Linked DNA regions of Xenopus laevis: region 2 is linked to region 1. A link is a contact called in public Hi-C data. All regions are on one chromosome and are shown on one strand. The core of a region is the stretch at or near the end of the contact, and the rest is flanking DNA. Distances in the headings are between cores, read along the strand shown.

Evidence for each region. A called contact is a pair of places that touch in the nucleus more often than the background predicts.
Region 2: a Hi-C map of the XL177 cell line shows a contact between it and region 1, with 4 times the contacts expected there. The contact joins the promoter of LOC108717670 here to the enhancer-like site in region 1. A contact is called at or near these places in 2 of 4 Hi-C or Micro-C datasets (the XL177 cell line and the XTC cell line).

The regions. Positions count from the first base shown.
Region 1 is chr5S:9,640,236-9,646,744 of Xenopus_laevis_v10.1, reverse strand. No RefSeq gene overlaps it. Among protein-coding and RNA genes, the nearest start is that of MGC86483.S, 18 kb to the right of the region's middle. Within about 2 kb of position 3,399, at least 1 of the 7 cell types and tissues checked has an H3K27ac peak or open chromatin away from gene starts, as enhancers often do.
Region 2 is chr5S:9,884,860-9,890,982 of Xenopus_laevis_v10.1, reverse strand. LOC108717670 (phospholipase B1, membrane-associated) reads right to left here and starts at 2,715. Exons shown (of 57, transcript XM_018264906.2): 1 at 2,613-2,715. The coding sequence starts at 2,715.

The DNA of each region.
Region 1 (6,509 bases), core at 2,150-4,649:
GCTAGATGCTAGTGAATAATATCCAATAACATATAGAGAGGGCAGCAAACTCGAGGAGTAACGTGTAATTGAACATTTATCATCTAATGCCAATGGCACATACCCTGGGCTCCCATCAGTATTCCTAGGGCTCCATACTATTAAAGGGGTACTTCTCATTTGAGGTAACTTTTAGTATGTTATAGAATGTCCAATTTCTAACAACTTTGCAATTGGTCTTCATTATTTATATGTTATACTTTTTTTTAGTTATTTGCCTTTTTCTTCTGACCCCTTCCGAAATGGGGGTCACAGACCCCATCTGAAAAACAAATGCTTTGTAAGGCGTCACATTTATTTTTATTACTGCTTTTTATTACTGATCTTTGTATTCAGACCCTCTCCTATTCATATCCCTGTCTCTTCTCCAAATCAGTGCATGGTTGCTAATGTAATTTGCACCCTAGCAACCAGATTGCTGAAATTGCCAACTGGAGAGCTGCTGAATAAAAAGCGAAATAACTCAAAAAAATCGCATATAATAAAAAATTAAAACCGATTGCAAATTGTCTCAGAACCTCACTCTCTACATCATACTAACAGTTAATTTAAAGGGGAACAACCCCCTGGATGGTTGGGCCCTTTCAACCAGTAAAACAGGTCCCCTAGAATGCACAGCCATGCTCCGATCAACCCTGGCCACGGCAACTAAATTATGCCAAACCCCCCCACTCCCGTGCAAGTCTCGCCCCAAAAATAACACTTTTCAATTTCAGGGATTCTAACTGGAATTCCTTCCTGTACCCCCTGATTTCCAAAAGTTAAACCTTCAACTACTTCTAAATTTAATATCAAATAGGGGTTAGTTCTCCTTTAATCAGTAATCAGTACATACAAAGCTGAACACAACGTGTATTCCATATAATTATAGTCATATTAAAATCAATGCATTACTTTCATTATAGATCCTGCAGGGCCCAACATGGCCCCGACCATAACGCAAACACATCATCAATGCAGCGGCAATACTTCTAACCCCACTTGTACGACACGTCGGATCTACACATGGCGAGAAAATTAATTATGGCTTGTTTTATGACATTTTTTTTGGAAAGTGCTGTAAGTTTTTGTCCTCCAAGAAGTAAATGTGAACTTCTCTCTCTGAGAATTAAGGGTTAAATGTGGACTCATTTTCTGTTTTCTGGTGCCACCTAGTGGTGGAAAGATCAATAAAAAGGGGCTGAAATGTTTCATTAATTACAAACTGATAAAAAATAATGGAAGGCTAAGAAGATCTTAGAGATTCTATTAGCATTTATGGCTCTGCAAGAATTCTCTTAGCTGCCTGACTGCCAGGAAAACGCTTTCTGGTAAAGGCACAGTAAGGGCTAGTCCACACGAGGAGATTCGTCTTTTGAGCGACTATCTCCCTGAACTGCCTCAGTGGTTTTCCCCATAGGCTACAATGAAAAGTCGCCTGCGCTAATGCACACGCGGCGATGTGTTTTCAATAGTCGCCCAAAGTTGCCTCAACGAGGCAACCAGAAACCTAATTACAGGGGGGCGGGCCCTGGTGCGTGATGCGCAGCCGGGCCCCCCGCCCCCCTCCGTACGAGATTTTATGCCCAAATTATAGTGGCGCGCAGGGGGCCCTGGCCCGCTTGCACCCCCTGCTCCGCCACTGGAGGCAACCTGAAATTAGAGGGATCATAATGCACAGAAATTAAAATATGCAAGTGTGAAGTTATACATGCACATGCCCAGATTTTATAGGAGATACTATACCCCCTACTGTAAATGATAAGGATATTAGAAGTCACTGAGGGGTTGTTCTGTGACCATATAAAGGCACAAGGCTGCAGGTTGAGTTATACAGGGAACTCTGAGTATCACTCATGTATTATAAGGGATAATGTACCCCCTACTGTAAATGATAAGGATATTAGAAGTCACTGAGGGGTTGTTCTGTGACCATATAAAGGCACAAGGCTGCAGGCTGAGTTATACAGGGAACTCTGAGTATCACTCATGTATTATAAGGGATAATGTACCCCCTACTGTAAATGATAAGGATATTAGAAGTCACTGAGGGGTTCTGTAACCATATAAAGGCACAAGGCTGCAGGCTGAGTTATACAGGGAACTCTGAGTATCACTCATGTATTATAAGGGATAATGTACCCCCTACTGAAAATGATAAGGATATTAGAAGTCACTGGGGGTTCTATGACCATATAAAGGCACAAGGCTGCAGGCTGAGTTATACAGGGAACTCTGAGTATCACTCATGTATTATAAGGGATAATGTACCCCCTACTGAAAATGATAAGGATATTAGAAGTCACTGGGGGTTCTATGACCATATAAAGGCACAAGGCTGCAGGCTGAGTTATACAGGGAACTCTGAGTATCACTCATGTATTATAAGGGATAATGTACCCCCTACTGTAAATGATAAGGATATTAGAAGTCACTGAGGGGTTGTTCTGTGACCATATAAAGGCACAAGGCTGCAGGCTGAGTTATACAGGGAACTCTAAGTATCACTCATGTATTATAAGGGATAATGTACCCCCTACTGTGAATGATAAGGATATTAGAAGTCACTGAGGGGTTCTGTGGCCATATAAAGGTGTACGGCTGCAGGGAGTTATACAGGGAACTCAGAAATGACCGTAGAATCCTTATTGGGGTTTTTTTAACCGGCACATCTCATACCTTTATAATATTTACTGTTACATTACTTTGCCTACCAGTCTATATGATGTGTGATTGGTAGAACTACTCAAATGAAAGGCCACTGTGGGGGGGGGGGGGATGTAGCTCTTAAGTAGGCCATAGACATAACAATTATGATCTTTCTTGGAAAATGGTCAGATATACAGATAGAAACAATAGAATTCTACCTGTATCTGACTATTCAGCACTAACAATGGCCAATGTTCGGGTGCCTTCAAAGGTGCCAGAACAAACTTTTGCGTCCAGCCCAATCAACCAGCCGACCGATATCCAAGTCTTCTGCCAATATCGGTCGGCTCTTTTCCCACCATACACGCTCCGAATATCGTACAAAAATTTGTTTCGTACGATATTATCTGTGCGTCTATGGCCACCTTAACCCTGTGACTAATGTTCTGATTGGCTACGGCTGGCCTACCAGTAAGACTTGTGATCTGATGTAGCTTTTCCCATTGATGGACTGACCACCTATATCCAGACACATCTGATTTGCCTGAAGATGGACAATCCCATCCAGGGGGCGATTCCTCCGATTTGTCACCCACATCCTGTTCTTTTACTTATTCTTTATTTTAATCAGGCTTAGTGTGGAGCATTGGAAAAAAAGTTTCTCTAGACCCTCTATCCTTCCCAGCTGGACTGAATCCCCTTCAAGCTGCTCAGTGCTCCTCCCTTGTCCCAGGGGCTACAGGACCTCATATCTAATCCCATTGTGGTGAGGCCATGTCCAATCAGAGTGCAGTCTAATCACTGGAGTTTCCTAAAATGACGTTTTCAGGGCAAAAGGGCCCATGTACTGTGATACAATCAGTGACCCCCTTCTGTATCAGGTAAGGAAGGAAGTGAGAAAGAGGGAAAGGAGGTGCAACGGAACAGGAGGGAGAAATGGGTCAGGGAGTAAAGGTGGCGACACACTTAAAAATATTATCGTATGAAACTAATTATCGTACAATATTCAGTGAATGTAAGAGACAGATGGAGCTGACATGCGGAGAATAGAAGAGAGGGAGGCAAAGAGAAGAATTAAAGGGAGATACAAGTGGGAAGGAGGAGGCGGCAGAAGCAGAAGAGGACTGAAGATGGAGGAGACGGAAGGAGAACATTATAACAGAAGAAGGGGAGAGAGAAGAGGAATGAAGAAAGGAGGGGAGTGGAAAGTGGGGGCTGTATCTAATTTTGTTGGGACCCAGCATCCCAGTCTGACTTAACCCTTTCCCTGCCAGCCGTTTTGTCCTAGATGCGAACATCTACTGCCAAGCAGTTTTTAGATATTTTGCACTCTTTCACTTTAAGGGCCTTTCCTGGGGTGGTCTTTTAGTTAACCCAGGAAAACAATGTATTGTTTTTTTCAGGACAACCTGAACTTTCACAATATGCAAGAATTTTGGTGTAATTCTACTTCTCTAATAAAATATTGGATTCTAAGTGTCAAATAAAATGAAAAAAATCATGTTGCACGAAGAACAATCACATATATCAGAAACATCATTCATTTTATGTACGAGAACACAGCCGATTTAGAAAGGTCTATGTCTCCTGAACGCGACAATACCAAATATATATAGTTTTATGGAGATTTCTCACTTGTATAGCTCAAAATCTACAAGCAGTACACAACCAAATTTCCAAAGCAACACTTCCCAAACGGCATACTTTTGATTTCAAGGCCAAACATTCCGCTAACAGTAGGTTTACCCTAGAAAACTACCCATTACTAGAAAGAACAGATTCTGGTGAATCAAAAATGGGTAGAAATATCTTTGTACTCCAAACCACCAAGTTGCAATTGTTTCCTAAAGTTATAATGTTTTATAGAAATTGGTGAATTTTTTGAAAAATGACCTCAAAGCTTCCACTCTACAGCAACATATCTCCCACACATCATTAGGTATCAATGTAAAACACCCCAAATATAAAATCCTGGGTCCACTGAACAGTTTGATGCCCAATATGTATAGGTGTACCCAAGCAAGTGGCATATAGAGGCCTGAAAAGGAAGACCCCATATGGTCTGTTATTTCAGATACTGCAAAATCAACACATTTACATCGTTTTGGGGGGCGGCAAAGGTAGAAAAAAGTAAGTTCACCCCAGAAAACCATATATTTTCGGAAAGTACACATTGCCACGAATCTAAATTGGGTATGCATGTCTTTGTACTACAAAGTACCAAGCCGCAAATCATTCCTAAATTTGGTGATTTTGGTGACATTTCCAAAAATCACTTAAAAATGTCTACCCTGCAGCATCGTATTTCCCACATACTTTTAGGTATCAAGAGAAATCACCCCAAATATGAAAGCCTAGGGTCCTCTGAACAGTTTGATGCCCAATATATATAGGTGTACCCAAGCACGTGGCATATAGGGGCCCCAAAAGGAAGACTCCCATATGGTCTGTCATTTGAGGTACTGCAAAATCAACACATTTACATCGTTTGGGGGGGGGGGCAAAAGTAGAAAACAGTAAGTTCACCCCAGAAAACCATATATTTTCGGAAAGTACACATTCCAACGAATCCAAATTGGGTATGCATGTCTTTCTACGCCAAAGTACCAAGCCGCAAATCATTCCTAAATTTGGTGATTTAGGTGACATTTCCAAAAATCACCTCAAAATATCTACCCTGCAGCATCGTATTACCCACATACTTTTAGGTATCAAGACAAATCACCCCAAATATGAAAGCCTAGGGTCCTCTGAACAGTTTGATGCCCAATATGTATAGGTGTACCGAAGCATGTGGCATATAGGGGCCCTAAAAGGAAGACCCCCATATAGTCTGACATTTCAGGTACTGCAAAATCAACACATTTACATTGTTTTGGGGGGGCAAAAGTAGAAAACAGTAAGTTCACCCCAGAAAACCATATATTTTCGGAAAGTACACATTCCCACGAATTCAAATTGGGTATGCATGTCTTTCTACGCCAAAGTACCAAGCCGCAAATCATTCCTAAATTTGGTGATTTAGGTGACATTTCCAAAAATCACCTCAAAATATCTACCCTGCAGCATCGTATTACCCACATACTTTTAGGTATCAAGACAAATCACCCCAAATATGAAAGCCTAGGGTCCTCTGAACAGTTTGATGCCCGATATGTATAGGTGTACCCAAGCACGTGGCATACAGGGGCCCCAAAAGGAAGACCCCCATATAGTCTGTCATTTCAGATACTGCAAAATCAACACATTTACATCGTTTTGGGGGGGGCAAAAGTAGAAAACAGTAAGTTCACCCCAGAAAACCATATATTTTCGGAAAGTACACATTCCAACGAATCCAAATTGGGTATGCATGTCTTTCTACGCCAAAGTACCAAGCCGCAAATCATTCCTAAATTTGGTGATTTAGGTGACATTTCCAAAAATCACCTCAAAATATCTACCCTGCAGCATCGTATTACCCACATACTTTTAGGTATCAAGACAAATCACCCCAAATATGAAAGCCTAGGGTCCTCTGAACAGTTTGATGCCCGATATGTATAGGTGTACCCCAGCACGTGGCATACAGGGGCCCCAAAAGGAAGACCCCCATATAGTCTGTCATTTCAGGTACTGCAAAATCAACACATTTACATCGTTTTGGGGGGGGGGGGCAAAAGTAGAAAACAGTAAGTTCACCCCAGAAAACCATATATTTTCGGAAAGTACACATTCCAACGAATCCAAATTGGGTATGCATGTCTTTCTACGCCAAAGTACCAAGCCGCAAATCATTCCTAAATCTGGTGATTTTGGTGACATTTCCAAAAATGACCTCAAAATATCTACTCTGCAGCATC
Region 2 (6,123 bases), core at 1,466-3,965, 240 kb before region 1:
AGTCAATGGGCATCCATTATTCGTCGTCCGTGTCTAAATTGTCGCCAGCGTCGATTCCATCACCGGCGCCAAAAAACTTTCACAGCAAATTCCCAAATTTATTCGCTGGTGGCGAAATGCAGAAATATGACGCAAATTCGCGCTTGGTGAAAAAATTCACCCATCACTAATAGTGTACTTTTATTTTATTGTACTTTCATATATATATATATATTGTACTTTTATATATTGTACTTTTATTTATATTGCACTTTTATATATTGTACTTTTATTTATGTTGTACTTTTATATATATTGTACTTTCATATATATTGTACTTTTATTTATATTTTACTTTTATTTATATTGTACTTTTATATATTGTACTTTTATTTATATTGCACTTTTATATATTGTACTTTTATTTATGTTGTACTTTTATATATATTGTACTTTCATATATATTGTACTTTTATTTATATTTTACTTTTATTTATATTGTACTTTTATATATTGTATTTTTATTTTTATTTTACTTTTATTTATTTTTCACTTTTATATATTGTATTTTTATTTATGTTGTATATATATATTGTACTTTTATGTACTGTGCTGCGGCAACTTAACAGTGCTTTACAAATAAAGTTATACATACAGTATATACACACATACACACATACAGTATATACACACATACACATACAGTATATACACACATACAGTATATACACACATACACACACAGTATATACACACATACACACATACACATACAAGAATGGCAAGCACACAGAGGGGGTGACCAGCCTGTAATGTACAGTGTAAAGCACAGGGCAATATTGTCAGCTCTTTGGGCAGCAGCTATTCTTGCGGAATGTTATAAGTGACTGTACTTGTACCTCTGCTTCATTAGTTGCTGTTCAGCCTCAAGGGCAGAAAGAGGAGATTGTATTTAAGTTTCACCAGTTTTATTCATGGACTCCCTGCACCTCCTCTTAATCTCTCTCATCTCATACATCTGTCCCTGCTCCACTTTCTCACGACTCCCTAATTCTTGCTCCACTTCACTTCATTATCGACTACCCTGATATTTTCCTTCACTCTCATCCCTGCTCTACCTTTACTGTAAATCACCGCGTTGTTTGTATTCTGGATACAATAAAAGGCCTCCCTTGTTAATCATCAACGAGGATATAGTAAACAGAGCTCAGGCTGACAGTTGGGGAGGGGGCGGTGCTGCCATACACCCCACTCTCTCTTCCCTAGAAGCCTATTCTGGCCCCACCTTTCTCTCAGTGAGAATGACGTCAGTTCAGACCTCAGATTCGCATCCTTCCAGCACATGTAACGCACGAATTCCTGGAACTTCTGCTCTGGAGCATCCTGTGTTGTAACCTACTTGTACCCTGACTCACTGCTGCGGCTCTATTGTGCTCACACTCTTATGGGTGCAACAAACCCTGGCCCGGGTGAGCGGGTTCATAGGAAATTATGCAAATAGACAGAAAAGAAAAGACTCCAACCTTTGTATTCCCATAAACCCTTGAAGGGGCATTTAACCCTTTTTTGGGGGCTAGAAGGGAAATACTATCCACTGAGACACTATTGTGTATGTCCTTGTGTCTTTGTGTAAAGGTGGTCAAACATGGGCAGATTAAAGCTGTCGATATTGGTCCTTTAGACTAATTCAGCAGCTTTTCTGCCAGTGTTTGCAGGCCCGGATTTGCGGCAAGGCCGCATAGGCCCAGGCCTAGGGTGGCAAAAAATAGGGGTGGCATGCCGCCCAGCCGCATTATGGGGACGTGTGCGTCCCCATTCAATTACACCAGCTGCGCCGGCGTTTTTTCGCCGGCGCGCTGGGAAGGGGATGTGTAGGCGGGCGCTAGGACCGCGCGGCCGCCTGGTCGGACCGCACGGCCTAGGGGCGGCCCACAAAGACAGTGTGTTTGGGGCTTCCGATATGTGGCCAAGAAATGGGTCAGGGAGGTTTGATTTTTCTGGCGATCGAGGACTTCATCGGCTAGTACGACCTTATGAACGAGTGGATCTGTTTATGGCCACCTTGAAGGACAACTCAACTCCCCAATTAAGAAAAGGCTCTACCTACTAACCTACATAGACCCCCTCCCTTCCCCCGCATACTTCAATAGCCATGAAAATGTCCCTCAAATATTTATCACACTTATCACATCACCTAAACATTTCTCACCTATCAGTGCGAAGCGGAGCTTGTGGGCGTCATCTTCCGGATAGAATTAAGTACCATGTGCCGAATCAGTCGAAAAAGCGTCTCAGGTAATACAAGACAGTTACATTGTGTTATTACATTTATCATTTTTACACAGGTACATGGACTTACACTAATGGACTAAAATATGGATATTTACAAAGACATTGTTTCCTATTTTTCATGTTGTTCACTATGATGTCACTATGAAGGGGAGGAGTCATAAGCCGCTCCTAAGGTGCACTTTATAAAACACTGTGTTTGATGTAGTCACTAGGCTTGATAAAGGGCCCAGTGGGGTTCAAAACGTTGCACTTATCTTGTATGTACAGGGGCTAAATAAACAAGAAATCCACTTTCTTCGCTTCAAATCAGTGCGCTACTGGTTTATTTTTGCATTGGATACGAGACCTGTTGGCGAGGAAAAGGTCATCCAGATTAAGCGCCTGAAGGGTGAACACTCCAAATTCTTCCGTCTTCACTCCATCCCGCTCCACCCACATCGCCATTGGTCACATCACACAAAGAATTGCAGGGAATGCGCGATTGTATTCTCTATCCAGATTCCTGTGATGCCATATAGTTCCTTTCTGCAAACCCATTGTTGGTGAATGTATTGCTAAAGATAAACCTCCCCATTAAAGGAAGCCATGATGTAATATTTTAAGGGATTGGTGTCTTTGAAGAGACTTGTTTCGGCCGGAGCCCAGTTACTATCAATAGAAGCAAAGGACATGTTTTAAGACACTAATCCCCAAAAATGAAGTTTAGAGACGGCTGAGTAGAACTGCAAATACCAAACTCCCTTGGAGGAAGATCAAAACTGTGCCCAAACAACCCAAACAGGTTCTTCTCCTGGGAGTGAACGGCTCAGCTGTCTGGGATGAGTCCCATTATGTCACAATTTTGGTGATATGTCACAGTTGTGGCTTTGCATAAAAGTTTAATCTACAGAGATGTCTGTGATTGTATTCATTCAACTACTACAGCACAGCATTGCCGGCCTCCTGCCACTGGAGAAAGCGCCCTTGATGCCCGAAACATGTTGTGTGGAGCCAAATATTCTGCCTTAGCCTGTGATTCCCAAACTTCATGATTGATTAAGTGATGTGTCTGGGAAGGGAGTGTGACTGTGGGATAGCAGATATAGTAGGGAGAGATGGTGCCTATAGTAACAGTGGATAATAGTCTCTGGGAAGGGAGTGTGACTGTGGGATAGCAGGTATAGTAGGGAGAGATGGTGTCTATAGTAACAGTGGATAATAGTCTCTGGGAAGGGAGTGTGACTGTGGGATAACAGGTATAGTAGGGAGAGATGGTGCCTATAGTAACAGTGGGATAATAGTCTCTGGGAAGGGAGTGTGACTGTGGGATAGCAGGTATAGTAGGGAGAGATGGTGCCTATAGTAACAGTGGATAATAGTCTCTGGGAAGGGAGTGTGACTGTGGGATAGCAGGTATAGTAGGGAGAGATGGTGCCTATAGTAACAGTGGATAATAGTCTCTGGGAAGGGAGTGTGACTGTGGGATAGCAGGTATAGTAGGGAGAGATGGTGCCTATATTAACAGTGGGATAATAGTCTCTGGGAAGGAAGTGTGACTGTGGGATAGCAGGTATAGTAGGGAGAGATGATGCCTATAGTAACAGTGGGATAATAGTCTCTGGGAAGGGACTGTGACTGTGGGATAGCAGGTATAGTAGGGAGAGATGGTGCCTATAGTAACAGTGGGATAATAGTCTCCGGGAAGGGACTGTGACTGTGGGATAGCAGGTATAGTAGGGAGTGATGGTGCCTATATTAACAGTGGGATAATAGTCTCTGGGAAGGAAGTGTGACTGTGGGATAGCAGGTATAGTAGGGAGAGAGGGTGCCTATAGTAACAGTGGATAATAGTCTCTGGGAAGGGAGTGTGACTGTGGGATAGCAGGTATAGTAGGGAGAGATGGTGCCTATAGTAACAGTGGGATAATAGTCTCCGGGAAGGGAACTGTGACTGTGGGATAGCAGGTATACGTGGGAGGATGGTGCCTATATTAACAACATAGGAGATAATCGTCGAAGATGGATAGTGGGGAAGATAGTCGATGATTCGGATAAGTGGTGACGTGGGGCTAGAGGTATAATAGGTCTTGCCGGTATGTGTGTGTAATTGAGTCGCGCTCGTGGAACGCTGGTGACTGTGGGGATAGCAGTGTATAGTAGGAGAGATTGGTGCTCACTTAGTAGTGTATCTAGTCCTCTCGGGAGGGACTGTGACTGTGGGATGCGGTGTATTAAGGGAAGAGATGGTGCCTAGTACGTAAGAGTGATGGTGAGTATCGCTGTGTGCTATGCTCGTAGTGTGGGTCATAGCAGAGTATGGTGCGTCAGAGGAGATGATTGGGTGCTATGTACAGTAATAGTAGTACTGTGCGATTATGGTGATCTGGCTGAGCGCGGTGGGATATACGGGGGTGAGAGGTGGCCCTAGTAACAGTTGAATGTTGTGGAGTAGGAGAGGGCTGATAGTTAATCGGGTGTATATGTAACGCCCAGTGGAAATAGATAGGTGCTCTGGATTAGTCGCTCTGTGAGGGGATGTGTGAACTGTGGTAGGTACTCGGGTGATGGGTAGGGTGAGAACTGGGTGGCCGTAACAGAGATAGATATTAAGGCGTTGCTTCTGGAAGAGCCAGATTGAGCGTGGGTGTTAGAGACAGGTAGGAGAGATGCGTGCCTATATAGATAGTGGAGTGGATGGGTGTCTGGGAAAGGGACTCTGTGACTGGTTGGAGATAGCAGTGTACTCACGATGGATGAGGAGGAGTGTGATAGGGTACCGCATAAGGAAAAGAATTAGCAGCACTACCGTCGTTGTCTGAGAGAGAAGTGTGAATAGAGAGATGACTGTGGGACAGTAGGCCGTATAGGCGGGGGTATGGCGACGGTGTGTTATACGTTAAACAAGTGTGGATATTATGAGAGTCTCGCTGCAAGGGAGCTGTGTACTGTGTATAGCAGGTATAGTAGGGAGAGATGGTGTCGTATAGTAACAGTGGATAATAGTCTCTGGGAAGGAGTGTGACTGTGGATAGCACGTATAGTAGGGAGCAGAGCGGTGCCTATAGTAACAGTGTGATAATAGTCTCTGAGGAAGGCGAGGTGAGGCTTGGTTGGGGGGTATAGCAGGTAGTCTCTGGTAAGGGGGGATGGAAGGTTGGTAGGAGATGAGGCCTATAGTAACAAGTGGATAAAGTCTCTGGAAGGGAGTGTGGCTGTGGGATAGCAGGTATAGTAGGGAGAGATGGAGCCTACAGTAACAGTGGATAATAGTCTCTGGGAAGGGAGTGTGACTGTGGGATAGCAGGTATAGTAGGGAGAGATGGTGCCTATAGTAGAAGTTTGGGATAGGAAGGTGACTCATGTTCCAGTTTGAATTCACTTTGGGTATTCCTGGCTTAGTCATTAGCACCAGGCAGTTGTGTCTCTATGGGTTGGTGTACACTGATAAGAATTAACAAACCCAGTTGTGTGACAGTTGCTATTCCTGTAGACTTACATATCACCTTTGCTCTATTTCCCTTTGACAAAACAGAGACACCCATTACCTACACTGTTTTGTAAAGAGACTTTTGCGTGTGATTGTAGAGGACATTTAAGGTCAGGCTGAGCTTAATCCAATCTGGTGGACTCTGGAATAATCTGTTAGAACAAACACTGCTCATAGTAGTTGAGTGTAAAGCGGAAAGAAAACCTGAAGCTGTAACTAAAAATGGAAGTGAAAATGGGTTGTTTAGTTTAAGTTCAACCCTTCAGAACATCCCCTAATATACTCTATATGATGATGATAAGAACACTTACCTGTCCCACATCTGATCTTAAACCAACGGGATTAATAGGAAGTTGCTACCCCCTTACTCTCCTGTTCTGGGAAGG